Linked DNA regions of Mus musculus: region 2 is linked to region 1. The links are chromatin contacts, called in public Hi-C maps. All regions are on one chromosome and are shown on one strand. Each heading gives the region's core, a stretch centred on a gene start, on an enhancer-like site or on the middle of the called end of the contact. The rest is flanking DNA. Distances are from core to core; before and after follow the strand shown.

What was found. Hi-C and Micro-C count contacts between places; a contact is called where the count stands out from the background.
Region 2: a contact with region 1 is called in a Hi-C map of B cells, with 5 read pairs. The contact joins the promoter of Grap here to the promoter of H2aw in region 1. A contact is called at or near these places in 1 of 484 Hi-C or Micro-C datasets (B cells) and 1 of 115 datasets of contacts at active chromatin or transcription factors (thymic regulatory T cells).

Annotation. Positions count from the first base shown.
Region 1 is chr11:58,951,666-58,958,317 of GRCm38.p6, forward strand. It overlaps H2aw (H2A.W histone), which reads left to right and starts at 3,020. Exons shown (of 1, transcript NM_178218.4): 1 at 3,020-3,527. The coding sequence starts at 3,073. The coding sequence ends at 3,465. It also overlaps the pseudogene H2bu1-ps and a transcript of Trim17 not described here.
Region 2 is chr11:61,650,465-61,656,292 of GRCm38.p6, forward strand. Grap (GRB2-related adaptor protein) reads left to right here and starts at 2,857. Exons shown (of 5, transcript NM_027817.3): 1 at 2,857-2,960. The coding sequence starts at 2,883.

The DNA.
Region 1 (6,652 bases), core at 1,770-4,269:
TGAACGCCACACCAGTCTGGGCTACAGAGTGCAGTCGAGACAGAGACAGGCAGAGACAGAGAGACACAGAAAGAGACAGAGACAGAATGTGAAAGACCTGTTGACAGGCCTCGCTTCTGATGGTGGATCAGAGTTCACGTTTTCCATCATAGCTAAGGAGCAAATGTATTGGATAAGGCAAGCATGACAAGATGCCCTTATTTCTATCTATTATTTCTTGTTCTATCTGTTTATTTCTGTCTTCTTAAGAGAGATCAAAGGAAAGTCGTTTATACGCCACACACTGACTGTCTGTGCCCAGGAATGAATTTGAAATAATAATCCGGGCAGTCGGACAAAAGGGACTGAGCTGCATCTCAGTGGAGAACCTTGGCTAAGCCTAGAGGTCTGAGGTTTGAGTCTCCAGCTAACCCCTCCTGATTTAGTTAGGGTTTCTCTTCCTGCACAAACATCATGACCAAGAAGCAAGTAGGGAAGAAAGAGTTTATTCCGCTTACATTTCCAAACTGCTGTTCATCACTGAAAGAAGTCAGGACTGGAACTCAAGCAGGTCAGGGAGCAGGAGCTGATGCAGAGGCCATGGAGGGATGTTCCTTACTGGCTTGCTTCCCCTGGCTTTCTCAGCATGCTCTCTTATATAACCTAAGACTACCAGCCCAGAGATGGTCCCATCCACAAGGGCCTTTCCCCCTTGATCACTAATTGAGAAAATGCCTTACAGTTGGATCTCATGGAGGCATTTCCTCAACTGAAGCTCCTTTCTCTGTGATAACCCCAGCCTGTGTTGTTGACACAAAACCAGCCAGTATACCTCCTCCCATCAAACCTAAGTGAAAGACTAGTTTTACTAAAACTAAATGGTTCATGTCTTAACCGATTCTCCACCGTCCCTGTGTCCTTTTTTTTTAAAAAAAAATACCGAGATAATTTAGTTGGCATGTTTAAATTTCAATAGACAATTCTGGAAGCAGCAAATAGTTAAATGTAATATACATGTAACTGTTGTTGGCAGAAGGAAAATAAGAGAGATATTTTCAAAGAGAATAATATGAAATATCTTTTTAAGAATTATTTTGACCTGACTTGTATTAAATTGATGAAGCAATAGGTATTTTCAAGAATGGTTTTAAAAAAATGATTTTTAAAAAAATTCCTGGTTTGTCATTTGTATCTTTGCAGTTACTTGAACTTCAGATAAAAATGCTTCAGATGCTAACTTTAAAACACATGATGCTATCAAAAACCCTTTTCTGTGGACCAAGCTGGAAAGCAGAAGGTGGCACAGCTACTGTAGGAAGTTCAAGCAGAGATAGCCTCCCCTCAAATGCCAAATGTCAAATGCCTGAGTCCAGATGAGAGGGGCTCCCTTTGACAACTTGGTAAAAAAATAAAATGTACGTAGTATTCCCTGCTGGTGACTATAGGATTCTCAATATGTCTCGTAACAACTCAAATAATTATCACGAATCCTCTTTTCATAAATAAAAGCCAAACCAAGGAAAGTGGTGATCTTTCCACAGGTAAAATTCCCTGCCCAAACGTTCTCCATAAAAATGACATTCTCCCCAGTGTAGGGGAATGCCAGGGCCAGGAAGCAGGCAGGAGTGGGTGGGTTGGTGAGCAGGGGAAGGAGGAGGAAATAGGGTGTTTTCGGAGGGGAAACCAGAAAGGGAGATAGGATTTGAAATGTAAATAAAGAAAATATCTAATAAAAAAATTTTTAATGACGTTCTCCAAATAAATGCTGAGTGTGGATTATTCTTTTACTAATGCTTCACAGAAAATTATGCAGCTTTAGGGGAACAACTCTTGCTCAAAACAACGGAACTCTTTCCCACCTCCCATCCCCTAACCACTGAAACTGCTTGCTGGCAGCTCAGGCTAATTACATCCTAGCTCCTGCACACAGGCTTTGCGGTGTGCCGCCCCTCCCCCCGCCCCGTTTCCAGCATACTGCTAGTGCAGGGTTTATTGACATGATATAATGTCAGAATAGTTTTCAGGGGCTAAAGACGCCTCTCTATTCCAGAAAAGGATGGAAAGGGTGCTAAAGGGAACACAGATTCAGAGGCCACCAAGGGGGCCCACATCCAGAATACCACCTCACTGTGACCTCGCCCACCGAAACTTCAGGCTTGGGGAGAGGACTCACGCCCCTTGCCTGCTCCTGCAGCTGTCGTTCACACTCTACGCTTAGGAAGGGCAAAGCAGCCATACCCCCACATTTCTCGCTCAAAAATCGGACTTGGCCGCACCCAGTGTCAGGGAACGCCTCGGGCGCGTGGCAATCGTCAGTGGCCCGCACTGTGTTCAAGACCCTTTTAACGACTGTATGGGTGGCTCTGAAAAGAGCCTTTGAATTGAGGGCACCCTCGCCGCGCCTCACTTGGAGCTGGTGTATTTGGTGACTGCCTTGGTGCCCTCGGACACAGCATGCTTGGCCAGCTCCCCGGGCAGCAGCAGGCGCACGGCTGTCTGCACCTCGCGGGACGTGATGGTCGAGCGCTTGTTGTAATGCGCCAGGCGGGAGGCCTCGCTGGCGATGCGCTCGAAGATGTCATTGACGAACGAGTTCATGATGCCCATGGCCTTAGACGAGATGCCGGTGTCCGGATGCACCTGCTTCAGCACCTTGTACACGTAGATGGAGTAGCTCTCCTTGCGGCCCCGTTTGCGTTTCTTGCCATCCTTTTTCTGCGCCTTGGTGACCGCCTTTTTGGAGCCTTTCTTGGGGGCTGGAGCTGATTTGGATGGATCAGGCATAATGTCTAGTTGTACTACGGAAACGCGGACGCCCCTGTAGCAAGAATATTTGTATGCCTTGCATTCAAATGAAGGATCAGGCATCACTCCCTTTGATTGAATACAATTTTACATTACGTCATCGCGGGGTAAGGCATATGCAAATTAGGAAGGCTCCGCGTTCTTTTCTGATTGGTTCTTGTTGGCATCCAATAGGAAGGTGCAGTCTAGCCTCCCTCCTGATCATATATAAGAGCTTGCTGGCGCTTACGAATTCGTTTTCGCTAGGTTTCTTTTCTGTTTTTGCGTACTTTTGGTTATCAGTGGAAGATGTCTGGTCGTGGCAAGCAGGGCGGCAAAGCTCGTGCAAAAGCGAAGTCTCGTTCTTCCCGTGCCGGCCTGCAGTTTCCAGTGGGCCGTGTGCACCGCCTTCTCCGTAAGGGTAATTATTCGGAGCGGGTCGGCGCTGGTGCCCCGGTGTACCTGGCGGCTGTGCTAGAATATCTGACTGCTGAGATCCTGGAATTGGCTGGTAATGCGGCCCGCGACAATAAGAAGACGCGAATCATCCCGCGCCACCTGCAGTTGGCCATCCGCAACGACGAGGAGCTCAACAAGCTGCTGGGCCGCGTGACCATCGCGCAGGGCGGCGTCCTGCCCAACATCCAGGCCGTGCTACTGCCCAAGAAGACCGAGAGCCACCACAAGGCCAAGGGCAAGTGAGGCCCCTACCGGTCGTTAGTGCGACTTTTACAGACACCAAAGGCTCTTTTCAGAGCCACCCACAACCTCATTAGAAAGCGCTGTACACTGAGCCTGTCGCCAGTTACTGGCCAGGCCAGTTCTCCTGACTCCTTCCGTGCATTCCTGCATCCCTGTGCGGCGCTTGGGGAGCTCAAGGGAGACCAACGGCTTCATCTGCGGGTGGCCTGCGGGCCGTTGGAGGCGTTCGAGTTTCTCCCCACCACTCCGTGTCAGACACAAGGTTGCAGTTAACGTTCGTGTTTGGACATTAAGGGGATACTTAATAATAGAAATTAGTATAAGGTTCTGGTTTAGATGCTAGTGTTTCTATTGAAACTGGGTTAAATTGACATGTTCAAGTCTTCCAGTTAGGACGGGGTTTTCAAAGGTTTCTGAGGGGAGACTTGGTATTTCAAATCTACTTGTTTATATAAATGTTCTGTTACAAGGCGATTTACAACTTTGGAGTTTTGCTGGTTTCCTTTGTGGGGGTGGGGAGCCGGTCTCTAGGCTGCTTCAGCCTGCTTAGTGGTAGGATTACAGATGAGCATGGTGGTCCTGCAGGCCTTTGGAACTGGTTAATCGGATCCACTTAAGTAGCTTAACCTTGGGGAGCAAAGTGATTTGTCAGGTTCTGGTTAAACTAGGTGTGAGAGTACAGCAGTGTCCTTTGTCATAAAGTTTAAAGCAGCATCATACTAAGGACATGCTTTTATAGATGATTGTGACTTCTTTAAGCAGCATGACGAATGGTTGAGTTACAGGTAAATCAGGAGCGTGGTTGGGAAAGGGAGAGGAGGGGGTTAAATGAGTTACCTTTAAATCGTTTTAAATGGCACAGAATTGGGCCTCTTCCCTGTTAACTGCTGTACACTATTTAAAATTTAACAATACAGGCCACGAAGACAGTTATATAATGTTTATTATATAATTTATATAGACTGTACTGAAACTGGATCTGTTCAAGCCTGGGCTCCTCAGACACCGTCTGTAACTACAGAGCTGCTCATAAAATACCAACGTCTTAAAGCCATTTGTCTAAGGATAAGCAATTTTCCTTAACGGTGAGTCTTAACAGAGTGATCAATAGACTGCGTATAGATTATACATCTGCAAATGGGTGGTCTCAGTAAAACAAAGCCAGAGGGTTGGACCTCCAGAGATCTTTATGTTCTTTTAGTTAGAATCTCTAGTTCTAGTTTTAGTTTGTATGTGTTCATAGGTCATTGTAGCTGCTCAAACGCTTGAGTGGAGGTTAAACTTTTTAGGAATTGGGTTATGTTAGCATTTATTTAATGGTGTTATAGAGGCATCGTGGAGGGAGGTGTACTAGGGTAGTTTCTCATCTCTTCTAAGGCTGCTGTCAAATGCACAACCACTACCCAAAAGGAATATTTAATTTCCATTTAGGTAAAATGTAATGTAAAGACGCAGCTCATAAGTTGCCCTGTCATATGTGGCTAGTGAATAACTAGAGAGCACAGATTCTGAGTGTGTCTACAAAATTAAAGGAAGTTCCAATCATAGCAGCTGTGATCTAGGATCTGGTCATCTGGATTATCATTTCCAGATGGGAAGTACCAATGTGAAAAGAGAATGTTCACTGGATTCAAGCACTCCATGATCCATTCCTAGGTATATGCCCAATAAAATAAGAGTACGTGTATAACATAAGCTACACAGGCGGAGGAACAGTTATCAGTCATGAAACCTAAAAGGTAGAGGAAACCCAAATATTCATCAGCTGAGGAACAGCACAAAACTGTCTGTTCTTGTGACGGAGCATTAGTCAGTGAAGGGACTGGACAAGATGACTGAACCTTCATGTCCAGAACGGGCAAAAGATACAGGAGCTGAAGGAGGGGAGAGAGTAAGCATGGACCTTCCAGATGTGGTCCAGGAAGAAGGCTTAAGAAATGCGCTCAGTGTGCTCGCATGAAGACCTGAGCAGATCCAGAACCCATGTAATGCAGGGCCAGGTTAGCACTTTAACTAATTCCAGTGCTGCCAGGGAAGACCGGAAAATCCCTGAAAGCTCGCAGGCCAGCTGCTATGGCATAAACAGCGACTAACAAGAGACCCTGGCAAAAGGTTGGAATTTGAGACCAACACCTGAGATTGTCCTCAGACCTTAATGTATGAGAGCATGAGTGCCTGCACTCACATTCATATATGCAGAGGTGTGCAGTGCACACTCACCACTCACAAGGGGGTCAGGGGCAGGGTGGATGAAGGAAGCCTGGAAGCCCTAAGGACAGAAAGAGGACAAAAATTTGGTCCAGTGTTTCCTTTCTAGAGTAAAACTGACCCACCTCAGGTAAAAGGTGAAACTCCTCGTACCACAGCTGCCATCATGAGAGACCATGTGGAGAGGCAGGAGGGGACCTGATCCTCACTCTGCTGCAGCTCTGAGCAGGCCTTGGCAGATAGCCTTGCCAGGTTCAGCCTGCATGGGTGTTGTGTGGAGGTATGGAGGTCTTTCCCTGGCCCACTGTGTCTCTGAGCACATGCCTGTATTAGAGTCATTTCAGCCACTCTGCATGTGTTCCTGTGCACTGCTGAAGGCAAGAGACAGGGTTCCAGAAGGATGCAGCTTGAGCCAACCTCGGAAATATCTCGGAACAGTGTTTGCAGTGTGTGGGAGCTCTCTGCCTGTCTCCGCAGCATCCCGTGTTCCTCTTCTGGGTGTGGGTCTTTCCTCCAGCCCTGCTTCCCACCTTAGTCTCTGCTCTGTGGGGCTATTTCTTGTGGGCTCACCCACATGTCCAGTAATCTCCCACCTCAACAAAATTCAAAATATACCTAATATGCAGTCCAGCTCCCCTACTCCTGGGCATCTCTCCAGACGAAATGAGATCAGTATGTGGAAGAGACATATGTACTGACATGCTCATTGTGGATACTGTCGCTAGCTAAGATAGCTAAACATGGGACTAACCTCAGTGTCTGTGAAGGAGCAGATCCAAAATGCAGTATATACACAGATAAATATTACATAAGCTTTAAAAAAAAAAAAAAGAACCCAAAATTACATTTGTTGTCACATGGATGAACCTAGAGGACATTTCAGTGTCTTTTGGCATCATAGGAGATTGGTTCTCATCTCTGACCGACCCCCGAGCCTGGGCAGGCACCAAAATCTATGGGTACCCAGGATCCTTATATA
Region 2 (5,828 bases), core at 1,607-4,106, 2.7 Mb after region 1:
GTGATCATCACCAAGAAACCTGACCGAAAATGCTGGCACCCATGTGGGGAGAGGGGACTCCTTATTCACTGCTGGTGGGGGTATGAACTGGTGCTGCCACCAAAGAAACCAGGATGGTGGTTTCAAAGCTGAGATTATTTCAAAGCTGCACCGTATGATGCAGCTACATCACTCCAGGGCACGTCCCAAAGGACTGTAGCCTACCACAGAGATATCATACAGCCATGCCCATTGCTGCTTTAACACAATGGCTGGGAAACAGAAATCAGTCTAGATGTCCATCAAAATGATGCCCAGGTCATGACCATGTGGTACATACGTACGTACGTACCTGGTGGAAGTCTGCTCATCTTCAAAGAAAACTGAAAATTTCAGGGAAACAGAAGGTGCTAGAAAGTATGACATTAAATGAGGTGTCCCAAGCTTGGAAAGAAAAGGCTTCATGTTTTTTCTCATATGTGGATTGTAGTTTGTAAAATATACATGTACCAAATGAGGGGAAATGTAGGCAAAGCCTAAAACACTAGAAAGGAAACCGAGAGAGAGTAAAAAGAGGTTCTGAGGAAGAGAGGGGGTGGATGAGTGCAAAGGTCACAATGACATGAATCAGGAAGGAGGGGTTGGAGGAGAGGGAGGGGTGGAAATAAAGGGGAGGAGAATTATTTATAATGCACTTCATTCAGCAATGTCACTCCGATATACCTAGCTGTTCATATTCTGATTTATAAAAATTAATTACATTTTAGACAGGAATGTTCTTTTAAAATATAAAAGCATGGCTAGGTAAAACGGAACATAGCTTTAATTCCAACACTCTGGAGGAGGCAGAAGCAGGTGGATGGATCTCTGTGAGACCAGCCTGGTCTATACAGTGAGTTCTAAGACAGTCAGGGACACAGAGAAATGCCTTTAAAAATCTCTCTCTCTCTCTCTCTCTCTCTCACACACACACACACACACACATACACACACACACGCGTGCGTGTATATATGCATGTACATATACACATATAGTTCTCTCTCTTGAGATTTGTTTGTGTTTATGAATGTTTTTTTAAAAGTCATTTTTTAAAAATTTTTTTGTTTTTGTTTTTTTCAAGACAGGGTTTCTCTGTATAGCTCTGGCTGTCCTGGAACTCACTCTGTAGACCAGGCTGGCCTCAAACTCAGAAATCCGCCTGTCTCTGCCTCCCAAGTGCTGGGATTAAAGGCGTGCGCCACCACCGCCTAGCCATTTATGAATGTTTTGACGGCATGTGCACATACATGTGTTTTTGGTGCTCACAGGAGCCAAAAGAGAGTGACAGAGCTTCTAGAGCTGGAGTTTACAGATGTCTGCGAGCCACTATGTAGGGGCTGGGAATCAAAGCCTCTGGAAGAGTAGCCTGTGCTCTTACCCACTGAGCCCCATCCTCTAGAAAACCACCGTCTTGAAAAAAAAAAAAAAATCTGCCAGGCAGTGGTGGCGCACACCTTTAATCCCAGCACTTGGGAGGCAGAGGCAGGAGGATTTTTGAGTTCGAGGCCAGCCTGGTCTACAAAGTGAGTTCCAGGACAGCCAGAGCTACACAGAGAAAACCCTGTCTCGAAAAACTAACTAACTAACTAAATAAATAATAAAAAATAATTTAGAAATAAAACTAAAAATAAGTAAATAAATGAAATAAAATAAAATAAAAATCTGGCTTCATCTGGATCCATCTGGTACCCATCCCACAGCCTGGGTTCTTTAGCTGTCCCTGTGTGTTTGGAGAATACTGGCTCTCTGTGGTTCCATGTGGTTGCAAATGTATAGCTGTGTTTCTCCGTGTTGTGCTTTACCCCCTAGTACTCACCAGACTGCTGTCTGCATCAGTGTCACAGCCTTCCCTTAACAATCGCAGAGCTGTAATGCCTTCAGACCACAAGCTACAGAAAGCTCAGGTGGTACTCGATGTTTAAAGCACAACAGGGGCCTTATTAGTGAGGTTTTCATAGGTGAATAGGAGCTTCCTGGGCAAGTAGGAAAAGGTGGTGTGCCCACCACAATGGCTCTCCAGCCTGGAGTTTGCTTGTAGTGGAATACCCAAAAGGGTACATGAGGGAGCTGTGTGGAGCAGGTGAGAGGAGACGGTTGGAAGTGTCTTGAACGTAGGCTGGAATTTGGGTTTGAGGTGGTGGGTGCTTAGGAATCTCGCTACAGGTATCAGCAGTTGTCCTGCTTAGTTGTTTTGTTTGTTTGTTTTTTTGTTTGTTTGGTTTTTTGTTGTTGTTGTTGTTTTCAACTTGACACAAGCCAGAGGCAGCTTGAGTTGAGAATTGGCTTGTGGACAAGTCTGTGGGGACGTTTTCCTGACTAATGACTGGTGTGGATGAGTCTGGTTCTCTGTGGGAAGTTCCACCCCTGGGCAGATGCTCTGGGTGTATAAGAAAGTTGGCTGAGCAAGCCATGGGAAGCAAGCCAGTAAGCAGTGTCCCTCCGTGGTCTCTGCTTCAGTTCCTGCCTCCAGGTTCTTGCCTTGGCTTTCCTGATAGACTATAATCTAAGCCAAATAAACCTTTTCCTCCCAAGTCACTTTTGGTTTTGGTGTTTTTCACAGCAATAGAAACTCCATTTAAAACAGATAAGAAATGTGAAGGCTGAGAGACAGAGGCCAAGCACGAGACAGCTCTGCATCGTCCTAATGGGGACTCCCCCACAGCCAAAGTGGGTTTATGAGCACACCCTCTCTGAGCTATGACAAGGGTGACATGTCTTTGCTTCCTGTTTCTCCCCCATCAAGGGCAGTTTCCGGCTGCAGCTTCAAAAGAACAAATACTCAAAACAAAGGAAGTGGTCCTCTCCTGCAGGAAGCAGGAAGCTGTAGCTGCTGGGTCCTCGGCTGAAGCCCAGGGACAGTGGGATGGAGTCCGTGGCCCTGTACAGCTTCCAGGCTACCGAGAGTGACGAGCTGGCCTTCAACAAGGGGGACACGCTTAAGGTACAGAAGGCTGGAGCTGGGCTGAGTGGGCCAACAGGGTTGGTAGGGTTAGAACCAGCACCTCAGAGAGTCCTGGGAGTCTGGGCTGTGAGGGACAGGCTCAGGTTAGCTGCCTCTACCCTCTTCAGTTTCCTCATTTAGGAAAGTGGAATAGTATTTATTACTGATCCTTCCTTTGGGGTCATTTGAGAGTCTGAGGCCACAGAGTCTGGTGGGAGTTGCCTAAATCCCACTGTTTTCTAGGGTTTTGTTTGTTTGTTTTTAAAGAAAAGTTTAATAGACAAATTTTGAGATCAGTAACACAGAGAGAAACAGAGAGACACAGAGGTAGAAATCGTGTGTGTGTGTAAGAGTGTGTGTATGTGTGTGTGTGTGTGTGTGAGAGAGAGAGAGAGAGAGAGAGAGAGACAGAGAGAGACAGAGAGACAGAGAGAGAGTCTAAAATAAGCAGACATTCTAACTTAATTGGGCTAAAATAGCTGAGATTAAGCTGTATTGATGGGAAAGGAGAAATAGAACGCTATACTTCATTTGTTCTCACCTGAGCCACTTTCACTCACAGTGGTTGTCTTCCAAGTCATTAGACACACGAGTGTGTGAAATCTCTACCGGGGATGCCCTTACTTAGAAGTTTGCATATGACAGGAGAGCTGAGGGGGCACAGGAGAGTGGCCATGCTGAACCATGGACACTGGAATGCTAGTGGCCCATCCTGTGCCCTCCACTGCCCCTATTGTGACCCCCTGGAGCAACAGACACAGGGCTAGATGGCTACCACCCTGAGCCCTGGCTCGAAGATTCAAGCACGGAGACAGACTCTTTAGAGCTATCCTGTACATGGGTCCCAGGCTCAGTGTGGATCTCCTGGCTGTGGAAGACCATGGCTTGGCTGCAGTGAGCGAGGCTCAGCAAGGTGTCTGTACGTGTGTAGTGTAGTGTAGTGTAGTGTAGTGTAGTGTAGTGTAGTGTAGTGTAGTGTAGTGTAGTGTAGTGTAGTGTGAGCCAATCTCCATTGCTTTAATTCTTGAGCCTTTCTTTGTTCGGTCCCCTGGGTGTCTAAAGCTCTAAGCTGGGGTCCTAAAGCAACCACATACCTTTGTGCACCCCCTTCTTCAAGCTAAGGTGCTGGTGTATCTACCTAAGTTGTTGGCTCTGGGTCCTATGCACACTCAACCAGTTTGGCCTCAGAAAGACCTGGGGTGGGAGACTGTCCAGATCCAAGTTCAGTTCAGAGGCCTCAGCTACTCTGGAAACCAGCATGGGCCATATCTTTCACACACACTTGAGGCTGGAGGGTAGCTGGCCTATTAAAAAGTAGGAATGCTGTGTAGAAGATTCTGGCCTGGGCTCAGAGGGACCAGTACAGTCCCTGGGGCACCTACTGTGCAGAGTGATAGCCTCCTCCTTCACAGCCTTCCAACAAGCCGGGCATCACTTTGCTAAGAGTCTACTGAGAAAGAGGAGGGGGTATGCATCATAAGTCATGAGAATTTGGGGGACCTGAAGGCACAAGGCGGGAGCAGTGTGCACAGTCGGCTTTCAGTGAGGGAGCGGAAGGAAAGCACAAGAGGCTATGGGTAGTTGGCAGGCCTTGGGGTGCAGCTTCCCCCTTCACTCATTTGACAAGCACCAGGCTTAGCCAAGCTTCATGCAAGGGCATGGGGAGTGAGGCTGGAGGCTAAGGGTTGGGAGGGCTGCCTGTAGGTGAAGAAATTGGAGCAAGAGAGTGAAGAATTGTCCTCAAAAGAGGTGTGGAAATCTGGAGACTGAAAGAGCTGCCTGTGCAAAGAGCCTTGGGAAAGACAGAGCACCCAACCCAGAGCCTGGGGGAGAGGGAGCACTCAGCCCAGAGCCTGGGGGAGAGGGAGCACCCAGCCCAGAGCCTGGGGGAGAGGGAGCACCCAGCCCAGAGCCTGGGGGAGAGGGGGTACCCAGCCCAGAGCCTGGGTGACAGGGGGTATCCAGCCCAGAGCTTGGGAAAGAGGGAGCAATCAGCCCAGAGCCTGGGAGAGAGGGAGCACCCAGTCCAGAGCCTGGGAAAGAGGGAGCACTGAGTCCAGAAACAGCTCTCCGGAAGGCTCCTCAAAGCAGGGCCTTGATCTGTTTGAAGAGTTTGACTGAAGTGTAAGAGGGAAGAGAGGACTCTGGGCCTGTTGGGCAAGCAGAAGAGACACAGAAGTAGCTCAGACTAAGAAAAACTTCCTAACCTAAATGACAATAATATATAAAGAACTCTTTTGTCTTGTTTGGTTTGGTCTGGTCTGATTTTTCTACATAGGTTTCCTCCATGTAGCCCTGGCTGTCCTGGAACTCACTCTGCAGCCCTGGCTGGCCTCTGCCTCTCCCTCCCCCTCCCCGCTCCTGCTGTAACCGACTGTGTTCACCACTATGTCCAGCACCACTTTGCTTTAAAAACAACTTGCTTTTGAAAACAACAGTGAAACCTCCAAGGTTGCAGAGAGCATGGAGAGGTCTGTGTCTTCCCGTTGGGGTGGCAGACAATGAAGTGACATAATGATCTAGGGCAGTGGTTCTCAACTTTCCCAGTACTGCGACCCTTTAATACAGTTCCTCATGTTGTGGTGACCTCCAACCATGGAATTATTTTTGTTGCTACTCCATACCTCCAATTTTGCTACTGTTGTGAATTGTAATGTAAATATCTGTGTTTTTCAATGGTCTTAGTTGACCCTGTAAAAGGGTTGTTTGACTCATAAATGGGCTGTAGCCTACAAGTTGAGAACCACTGATCTAGATGAATTTAAAAAGCTTAAAATTTTTGCACTAGGAGTCAGGTGGTAGTGGTGCATGCCTTTAATCCCAGCACTTGGGAGGCAGGGGCAGGCAGATCTCTGTGAGTTTGAGGTC